Regions from separate parts of the Mus musculus genome. Here region 2 is linked to region 1. Evidence: chromatin contacts called from public promoter capture Hi-C data. All regions are on one chromosome and are shown on one strand. Each heading gives the region's core, a stretch centred on a gene start, on an enhancer-like site or on the middle of the called end of the contact. The rest is flanking DNA. Distances are from core to core; before and after follow the strand shown. Region 1 holds the start of Dhdh (dihydrodiol dehydrogenase (dimeric)). Region 2 holds the start of Bcat2 (branched chain aminotransferase 2, mitochondrial).

What was found. Capture Hi-C pulls out chosen DNA fragments and counts their contacts.
Region 2: a promoter capture Hi-C map of liver shows a contact between it and region 1. The contact joins the promoter of Bcat2 here to the promoter of Dhdh in region 1. A contact is called at or near these places in 31 of 39 promoter capture datasets (the 3T3-L1 cell line, 3T3-L1-derived adipocytes, the C10 cell line and 19 more), 11 of 15 datasets of contacts at CTCF or cohesin (CD8 T cells, the NIH/3T3 cell line, embryonic stem cells and 5 more), 186 of 484 Hi-C or Micro-C datasets (the 3T3-L1 cell line, 3T3-L1-derived adipocytes, the 63-12 cell line and 103 more), 44 of 115 datasets of contacts at active chromatin or transcription factors (the 230-238 cell line, CD4 single positive thymocytes, CD8 T cells and 30 more) and 5 of 9 other capture datasets (adipose tissue, embryonic trunk, liver and 2 more).

The regions. Positions count from the first base shown.
Region 1 is chr7:45,486,789-45,491,072 of GRCm38.p6, reverse strand. Dhdh (dihydrodiol dehydrogenase (dimeric)) reads left to right here and starts at 2,268. Exons shown (of 7, transcript NM_027903.4): 1 at 2,268-2,399; 2 at 2,902-3,013; 3 at 4,169-4,284. The coding sequence starts at 2,310. It also overlaps a transcript of Tulp2 not described here.
Region 2 is chr7:45,568,719-45,572,745 of GRCm38.p6, reverse strand. Bcat2 (branched chain aminotransferase 2, mitochondrial) reads right to left here and starts at 2,593. Exons shown (of 11, transcript NM_009737.3): 1 at 2,347-2,593. The coding sequence starts at 2,370. It overlaps 0610005C13Rik (RIKEN cDNA 0610005C13 gene), which reads left to right. Exons shown (of 5, transcript NR_038166.1): 4 at 1,554-1,760.

The DNA of each region.
Region 1 (4,284 bases), core at 1,019-3,518:
CTCTCCTGACCCCATGAGGAGTCAGAGCAGTTAGCACTCCCTCCCCTTGACACCCCCCCTCGTGTGTGTGTGTGTGTGTGTGTGTGTGTGTGTGTGCGCGCGCGCGAGTGCAAATGCCAGCCTTGGGAACAGGCAGCATACCCTAGCCTCCAGGTTACTGAAACTCACACTCATTTGATTAACAACCAACATTTCTCCAGTGCAGATGGCTCCTGCCCTTGAAAAAAAAATAAGCCAATACCCTTGCAATGATAATAGCCCACTCTTTGATGATGAAAAAGAGACAATTAAGTGTTCCCAGACAGCTGTGGCCAGCTGTAAAACTGCACCAGCTTCTAACAGCACAAGTTACTTTTCCCAGGTCAGAAAGGTCCCTTTCCAGCTGTGCCGTTCTGATCCCCCCCCACCCCCCTACCCCCCACCCCCGTCTGAAGAAATGTTACAGGTTTGAGGGCGGCATTCCTTTATCCTCTCCTGTAATGCCACGGCTTGAAAACCCTGCTTGTGGGGTTTTTTCCTTTATAACCCCCCTTCACTTAGAGGCTTCACTCTTTCCTGTTCCATCAAGAAGGTTGGGGACCTAAGCTCAAACTTGAATAAAGACCCTGCAATTACAGCAGGTTGTGATTCCTGGTGATCTCTTTGGGGTTTTTACAATCTGGGCACCGCCTCCAGCTACCAAGGTCTTACAGGCAAGGGAAATTGGAGTCTTGGTGAAGGTAGACTTTGCCAACCGGTTGAGTATATTTACATAATAGGCCATAGAACTCAGTTAATCCTCTTAAGACTTTCTTCTAAGTAGAAACTGTGGGGACTTCAGTCTCCAGAACAGAAAAGTGACCCCCAGAGAGGTCCAGGGCTAAGCCAAGAAGAAACAGAAGGACATGGAAGACAACTCTGTCCCTAACTCCAGGGGTCACAGGACACAGGACCAGCTCTGAGGCCTGTGATCCAGGCCTGTCCGTACGAGCTGCTTGGGAAGCTGAGGCAGGAGGATTGCTATCTTAAGCACGTGTACCTGTGGCGCCTGTGACAGGGAACGGTCTTTCCTGGCAAAGGCTTACGTGAAGATGGGAGGAGAAGGTGACCTCAGCCCTGGCTTCCCTCGCTCCAGTGCTGAAAGTCCCTGTTGCCTCGCCGCCACTTAGTTCAATCAGTTAAGCACAATAACTGATTAGCCTCCTATGCCTTACTAAATAGGAGACTTGTGAACACCTGGGCACAGTCAGTCAGTGTTCAGTGGATCAGACGAGAGAGAATGAAACTGGGCTGTAAGTGAAGAGGAGCTATTATCAGTAAGGTGCACATTCTTTCCCCTCTCGACGGCAAGTGAGATAAATCAAGTTCCATCATTAAAGAGACTTGTAAAGACATAATCTGGGGGGTGGAGAGAGGGCTCAGGTTAAGAGCATCTACTGTTCTTCCCAGCATCTATATAATGAACGGCTCACAGCCACCTGCAACTCTGGTTCCAAGGAATCCTCCTCCTCCATATTTTCTTTTTCTTCCTTCCTTCCTTCCTAATTTATTTTATGCGTTGAAGAGTTTTGTCTGTATGCATGCATGCCCACCATGTGCATGCCTGGTGCCCTCAGAGGACAGAAGGCGGCACTGGATATCCTGGAAGATGGTTTCGAGCTGCCAAGTGGACAGAACTTGGGTCCTCTCCAGAAGTAAAACGTTTGCTTTGTCAGAAATACTTTGGATCCTGTGGTCATTTTCTTGAGACCACAGACTATTTTATTTTATTTTATTTTATTGGCTTTTTTTTCGAGATAGGGTTTCTCTGTGTAGCCCTGGCAGTCCTGGAACTCACTCTGTAGACCAGGCTGGCCTCGAACTCAGAAATTCGCCGGCTTCTGCCTCCAGAGTGCTGGGATCAAAGGCGTGCGCCACCACGCCCGGGCCCCACAGACTAATTGATAACAATAGCAAATCCCCATCTCAAAATAAAAAGTAAAAAGGCAACTTGAAAGACAGGCACGGTGGTGTATGCCTGTATTGCTGCACTCAAGGAGCTGAGGCAGGAGGATTGCCTTGAGTTTATGGTCAGCAAGCAGCCTTGGCTATATATATATATTGTGAATTGCAGGCCAGCTTGGGCAAGAGTTAGGCACTGAGAAGAAGGAGAAGGAGAAGGAGGGAGGGAGAAGGGCGGGCGCAGGGAGGAGGGGAAGGAGGAGACGGGTGGAGAGATTGCGGTTTCACGTCCTGAGGTCGTGTCCTGAGGGTCAAAGGGAAGCGGGCGGCTTGCAGCGCGGGGTGGCGTTGGCCCCGCCTCCGGCCCCCGCAGGCAGAAGACGTGCAAAATGGCGCTGCGCTGGGGCATCGTGTCGGCTGGCTTAATTGCCAACGACTTTACCACCGTGCTGAGCTCACTGCCTTCCTCGGAGCACCAGGTGCACGTCCCTTGGAAGACACTGGGTCCGAGGGAGGAGTGGAGCCGAGGGTCTAAGAAAGAGTCCCTAGTCCGAGGAACGAGGGAGCCCCGAGTGTGAGGGAGGAGAGTCCCTAGGTCTAAGGCAGTGACTCTGAGAAGAGAAGGGGACCCTTCTGGTCCCCAAGGCCATAAGAGATTTGTTTTCAGCTCACACCTCCTATGCGCCCCAGTCTGAGGGGCTCGCGGTTTGCAGGGGGTAGGTATCAGCTGCTGGGAGGCGAAGCCATGGGGCAGTCGGGGAGGATCCTGGGCTTGCTTACAGACTCCCCTTTCCTCTCTATTCAGTCTTGCCATGTACCAAGCACAGCCTAAGTCTGCCCCCCCCCCCAATCTGCTTCCCCTCCCCACCAGTAATACCTTCCCTAGCCATCTTGGAGGAGGCTAGATGCTCCCCACTGCAGCCTCCTCCATAGCTCGTCTACTTTGTCTTCCACATCTCAACCCTTTGAATCCCACGCTAGGTGGTAGCGGTAGCTGCGAGGGACCTGAACCGGGCCGAGGAGTTCGCACAGAAATTCAACATCCCCAAGGCCTATGGCTCTTATGAGGAACTGGCCAAGGACCCAAACGTGGGTGAGTGGCCTGGACCAGGGAGGTGGGGGCAGAGCTAGGCACTGCTTCTTGCCTACAGATGCACTGGGCTGCAGGGGTGGTCTTTGGAAAGGCTCAGGCTCGGCCTGGTTAGGAGACAGTTAATAGGCTTACACGTGACCCGAGACTGGCTGAACAATATTAATCTGTGCTTAGCCAAGGCTAAGTTTTAAGTTTCTCCCAAGGCTAGAAAATCTGGTAAGAATTTATTTACTTGTTTATTTTGCGATACTGGATATGGAACCCAAGGCCTCTCACACATTAGGCAAAAGCTCCGCCGAGCTGAATCCCACACTTTTATTTTATTTTGAGAGACGGTCTCACTCACTGTATAGCCCTGGCTGGCCTGAAACTTTATTATGTAGACCAGGCTGGCTTCAGATTCTCAGAGATCCACCTGCCTTGGCTTCCAGTTTGTAAGCACTGGGATTAAAGGTGTAGGCAAGCATGCTTGGCCACTTGGGCTTTTGAGATAGACCTCACACATAGCCTCCAATTGGCTGTCCTCCTGCCTCAGCCTCCCAAAAGTGTAACTGTCTTTTGCTACTTTGTGGGTTCTTCCACCCTTTCAACCCCCTAACACTACATAAGAAGAAAAGAGAGGGAAGAAAGGAGACCCCTGAGTAAAGCCAGGGGTCAGAAAGGGAGTTTGGGGGGATGTTAATCGGAGACTGCTGATTATGGGCAAGTTTGATCTTCCCTGTCAGAATATCTAATTTCTCCTTGTTTCTTCTTTGTACATAACTCCTTCACAAGCCCTGACCAACAATCCACCTCTGGGACTCTAGCATTTATAGACCTCTGAAAAGTCGCCAGAATTCCAAAAGTCACACAATCGCAGAAACTCTCTGCAGCTGGCCAAACCACACCTCTGCTAGGGCACAAGGCAAATCATAGTCAGCTGCTGTGGACAGTCCATATCCCACAGCTGGGACTGAAACGAAAACATATTCTTATGTTTCTGTTTTTTTTTTAAAGAAACCAAAATTTCCAAATTGTCACTACACAAAAGCTTGGTAGTCTCCCCTCAATGAGAACCCTAGAACTGTATTCACAGCCTTGCCTCTGAACGTTGGCGGCCAGGCCCTCTTGCTGGCCGTGCTGCTGACCATCCCTCTCTCCTCCCTCCTCCCCTAGAGGTGGCCTACATCGCCACCCAGCACCCCCAGCACAAGCCAGCCGTACTCCTCTGCCTGGCAGCAGGCAAGGCTGTCCTTTGTGAGAAACCCATGGGCGTGAATGCAGCAGAAGTT
Region 2 (4,027 bases), core at 1,344-3,843, 81 kb before region 1:
CCGGGACCCACAGGCAACCAAAATGTAACGGAGAAAGGGGCAGGGGTGGGCAATACCAGGAGGGAAGGGAAAAGCAGAGAGTCAAAGAAACTCTAAACTGGGTTTGGTAACACAAACCCATCGTCGTCACAGAACTCGGGAGGGTGAAGCAGGAGGATCAAAAGCTCAAGCCCAGCCCAAGCTAAAGAGATCCAGGGGAGCCGGGTGGTGATGGCGCACACCTTTAATCCCAGCACTTGGGAGGCAGAGGCAGGTGGATTTCTGAGTTCGAGGCCAGCCTGGTCTACAAAAGTGAGTTCCAGGACAGCCAGAGCTATACAGAGAAACCCCGTCTCAAAAAACCAAAAAAAGAGAAAGAGAGAGAGAGAGAGAGAGAGATCCAGGGGAATGGAGGGAGAGAAACATCACACAGCCTTGAGGCACAGAAAAGGCATTGTGTCAAGAGATGATGAGTCTGAGCTGGCACAGAGCTCTTGCAACCTCGGAAGTGCTACCTTTGTCTTCCTGGAGCAATTCTGTAAGGCCAACAGTAGTCTTCTCTTGGCTCAAAGAACACCCCTCCCCCATACCATAGGATAAGAATTAAGCTTAAAGAAGGAAGCTAGATGGGGGTTGGGGGTGGGGGCTACAGGAAGTAGAAAAGAGTGGAAGCAGAGTTCAGAGATTAAAGGGGAGGGTGCTGGGCAGGGTTCCCTGTGGTTTGCCCATGCTCCTTTCACATCCCAGCAGCCCAGAACTGAAACACAGTATCCATCAAAGATCAGGTGTTCTTGCCAAAGCTCCACTCTCACGCCAAAAGTAAGCAAAATAATTATCATAGTAAGGTGTTGTCCTGTCTCAGATAACTGTCCCTACACCATGCTATCTCCTCACATAGCCCCAGGCTGTCCTCATCATAGGACAGACTCTCCATCAGATTTGTAGAAGTCCAAGGCTCAGATACAACCAGTCACCTCAGGACAGTCCCTTATAGAGCAACATAGTGTCCTAACACAGCTCAGGGCTGTTTCCTGACCCCATCCCAAACATGTTCCCCTCTACAGCCAGGGTTGTCCTTGGCCAGTTGAAGGGCTGTTTCTTTCAGACTCAGAGTATCCCAATGCCAGTCTAGGCTAGTCCCTGTAAGACAGTCCTTGCAAACCCCAGCCAGCAGGTTCCTCTATACTCCAAAATTTCACTTTGTGGACACTCACCACTAGATACTCATAGCTCTGAGCAGGCTCATGTTCAAAGTGTCTCCATTACAGGGTAAAACTGTCTTCAGAACCCAGTTCTGTCCCATTAGAATTAGAGATTGGTCCAGTATGGCAATGCTGTATCCATCCAAGGCCACCACACAGTCAGAGCCTAGATTCTTGTCCCCGTCATATCCCAAGACCATCTGCATAGAACATTTCTGTCTGTCACTAAGAACTGGGGGACTTAAAGGTTTGTTCAGGAATTCGCCAGCCTGGAGCGAGAACTTCTGATAAGCAGGTGGGAGCTAACAGCAAACGCTTTCCCCCAAGGTTATGGCCAGCTGTTTCCACACTTATTTATCACGTTCTCTTAAGATCACAGACTCTCAAGCTCAGCAGTGGTGGCCCAGGACTTTAATTCTAGGACTCAGAAGGCAGAGGCGGGCAGAGTTCGAGGCCAACCTGGTGGTCTACAGAGCAACGGGACAGCTGGGAGTATGCAGTGAAACCCTACCTCGAAAAGACAAACAAACAAACGAAATATCATAGATTCTCCATCTATGACACCGCTTGACACCATCGGTAAGCACTGACTGAAGTCTTCTGGTCTGGAGGATCTTTTATCATTTTGACAGACAGAAACTTGACTGGGATTACAAAACCAGGTACAGAGAGCCTCAGACACTGCACACATCGACATGTGCTTTTTGTTCCAAGAAATAAGATCTTGGGTTCAATTCCCACCCAAGACCCTGCGCCAAGCCATACACTAAGTCCCAAGAGGTCCTGGGCCCCTTGTCTAAAGGAACCCAAGAGCAACTGGTCCTTAACACACACAGGCTGCATGCCCCAGCCACAACTTCCCCGCATCCACCCCACCCTGTACTTCTCCCATTATAGTCCTCCTCCATGGCTCCCCACGTCCGAGCTCCCGGTTCAGGCACCTCTCGCGCCCCACTCCTGTCTACCCATTCTGCCGCCCGCCCGTTATAGCCCCGTCTTTCTTCCCAAGGGGGGGTCCATCCGCCTCCGTGCTGGGCAGCGGAACCCGAGGCACAGAGGAATGACGCCAAGCCGGAAAGGCTGCGCGCCAGTGGTCCACCCGGAAGTGCGCCCCCCCCGCATCAGGTCCCCCAGAGCCCCCAGCGCCGGCCGGCCACGCACCCACCTGTCCTAGTGTGGCTGCAGCCATGATCCGGTGTGTGCGGCTGGTGACTGTGCCCGCCTGGGGCGCGGCCTGGTGAAAGGCATTCGGGCCCCGCCCTGCTCACGCCCCCTCCCGCAGATGGCTGCTGTGTCGAGCCTCACTTCTGCCAGGCCGTCCTTAGTTCTGGGACCACAGGGACCCAGGCTCTGCTGTGAAGATCCTGCGCGGGAACGGTCCCGACCTGCCGCACTCTCTCCCTCCTCGCCTCCACCCTACCCTGCTCTACCACAGCCACACTCACTCCCAGCTAGGCATTTACTTTGGCTTTTGTTTGGCATCTGAGTATGGAATCCGTGGGCTCGTGAATGTTTGGGAAGCGCTCTAACCCCTGGGAACAGATCCAGACCTCTAAATTTTGTATATGTCGCCGAGCATGGTGGCACACGTCTTAAGCTCAGCGTTTGGGAGACAGGTGGAAGGATCTCTGTGAGTCCAAAACCATTCTGAGCCACCTAATTAGTTCCAAGCCAGCCAGGGCTATCTGGTAAGACCCTGCCTTAAAACACTGCCTCCCAGCACTCGAGGCAGAGGCAGGAGGATTTCTGAGTTCGAGGCCAGCCTGGTCTACAAAGTGAGTTCCAGGACAGCCAGGGCTACACAGAGAAACCCTGTCTCGAAAAACAAACAAACAAAAAAAAGAGGTTGGAAAGAGGGCGCAACAGTTAAAAGTACTGGGCTGCTCTTAGAGAGGACCGGGCTTGGTTCCTAGCACCCACATAGCTCATAAGTGCCTGTAACTCCAGTTCCAAGGGATTCTGTGCCCTCTTCCGAGTTCCACAGGCACCGGCATGCACATGATACACTAACATATGTGCAGGCAATACACATACACAAAAAGTTTAAAACATTTTTTCTTTCTTCTATCTATCTATCTATCTATCTATCTATCTAGAGACAGTGTTTCTCTGTGTAGCCCAGGTTGTCCTAGAACTAGCTCGGTAAGTAAACCAGGTTGTCCTCAGACTTACAGAGATCCTCCTGCCTCTGCCTCCAAAGCTGAAATTAAAGGTGTGCCACCACTGCTTGCTATAAAACGCTTTTCTAAAAATAAAGCAAGAACAACAATGCACATTCACAGGAACTATCATCAGTGGCAAAGCGGGCCAGACGGCTTTGATAAAAAGGAACAGCGCAGCCGGGTGTGGTGGCGCATGCCTTTAATCCTAGCACTTGGGAGGCAGAGGCAGGTGAATTTTGAGTTCGAGGCCAACTCTGTCTACAGAGTGAGTTCCAGGCCAGCCAGGGCTACACAGAGAAACCCTGTCTCAAAAAACCAAAAAAAAAAAAAAAAAAGAAACAGTTCACTGTAAATGCCAGTGGATCAGAGAAAGTGTACTTTAAGCCAGGCCTAGCTGAGGCAGGAGGTTTGTTGCAAATAAAAAAGCACCCTAAGTGAGAAAGCTAAACTCTTGTCTCAAATGAGACAAAAAGAAATAGGACTTTGGAGAAAGATGATGGCTAGAAGCTAAGACGCCTCACTCTGCACAAGGAGATAACATGTTCATTGTAATTCTGAGATAAGTGCTTGAGTACACACACAGAGGGGGGTGTGTATGTGTTCTCAGGTCCATGGTTCATTGTGCCTCCTTCAAGTTTCCTAAGAAGCTCAAAAAAATTTCATACTTCAAATCATTACAGGACC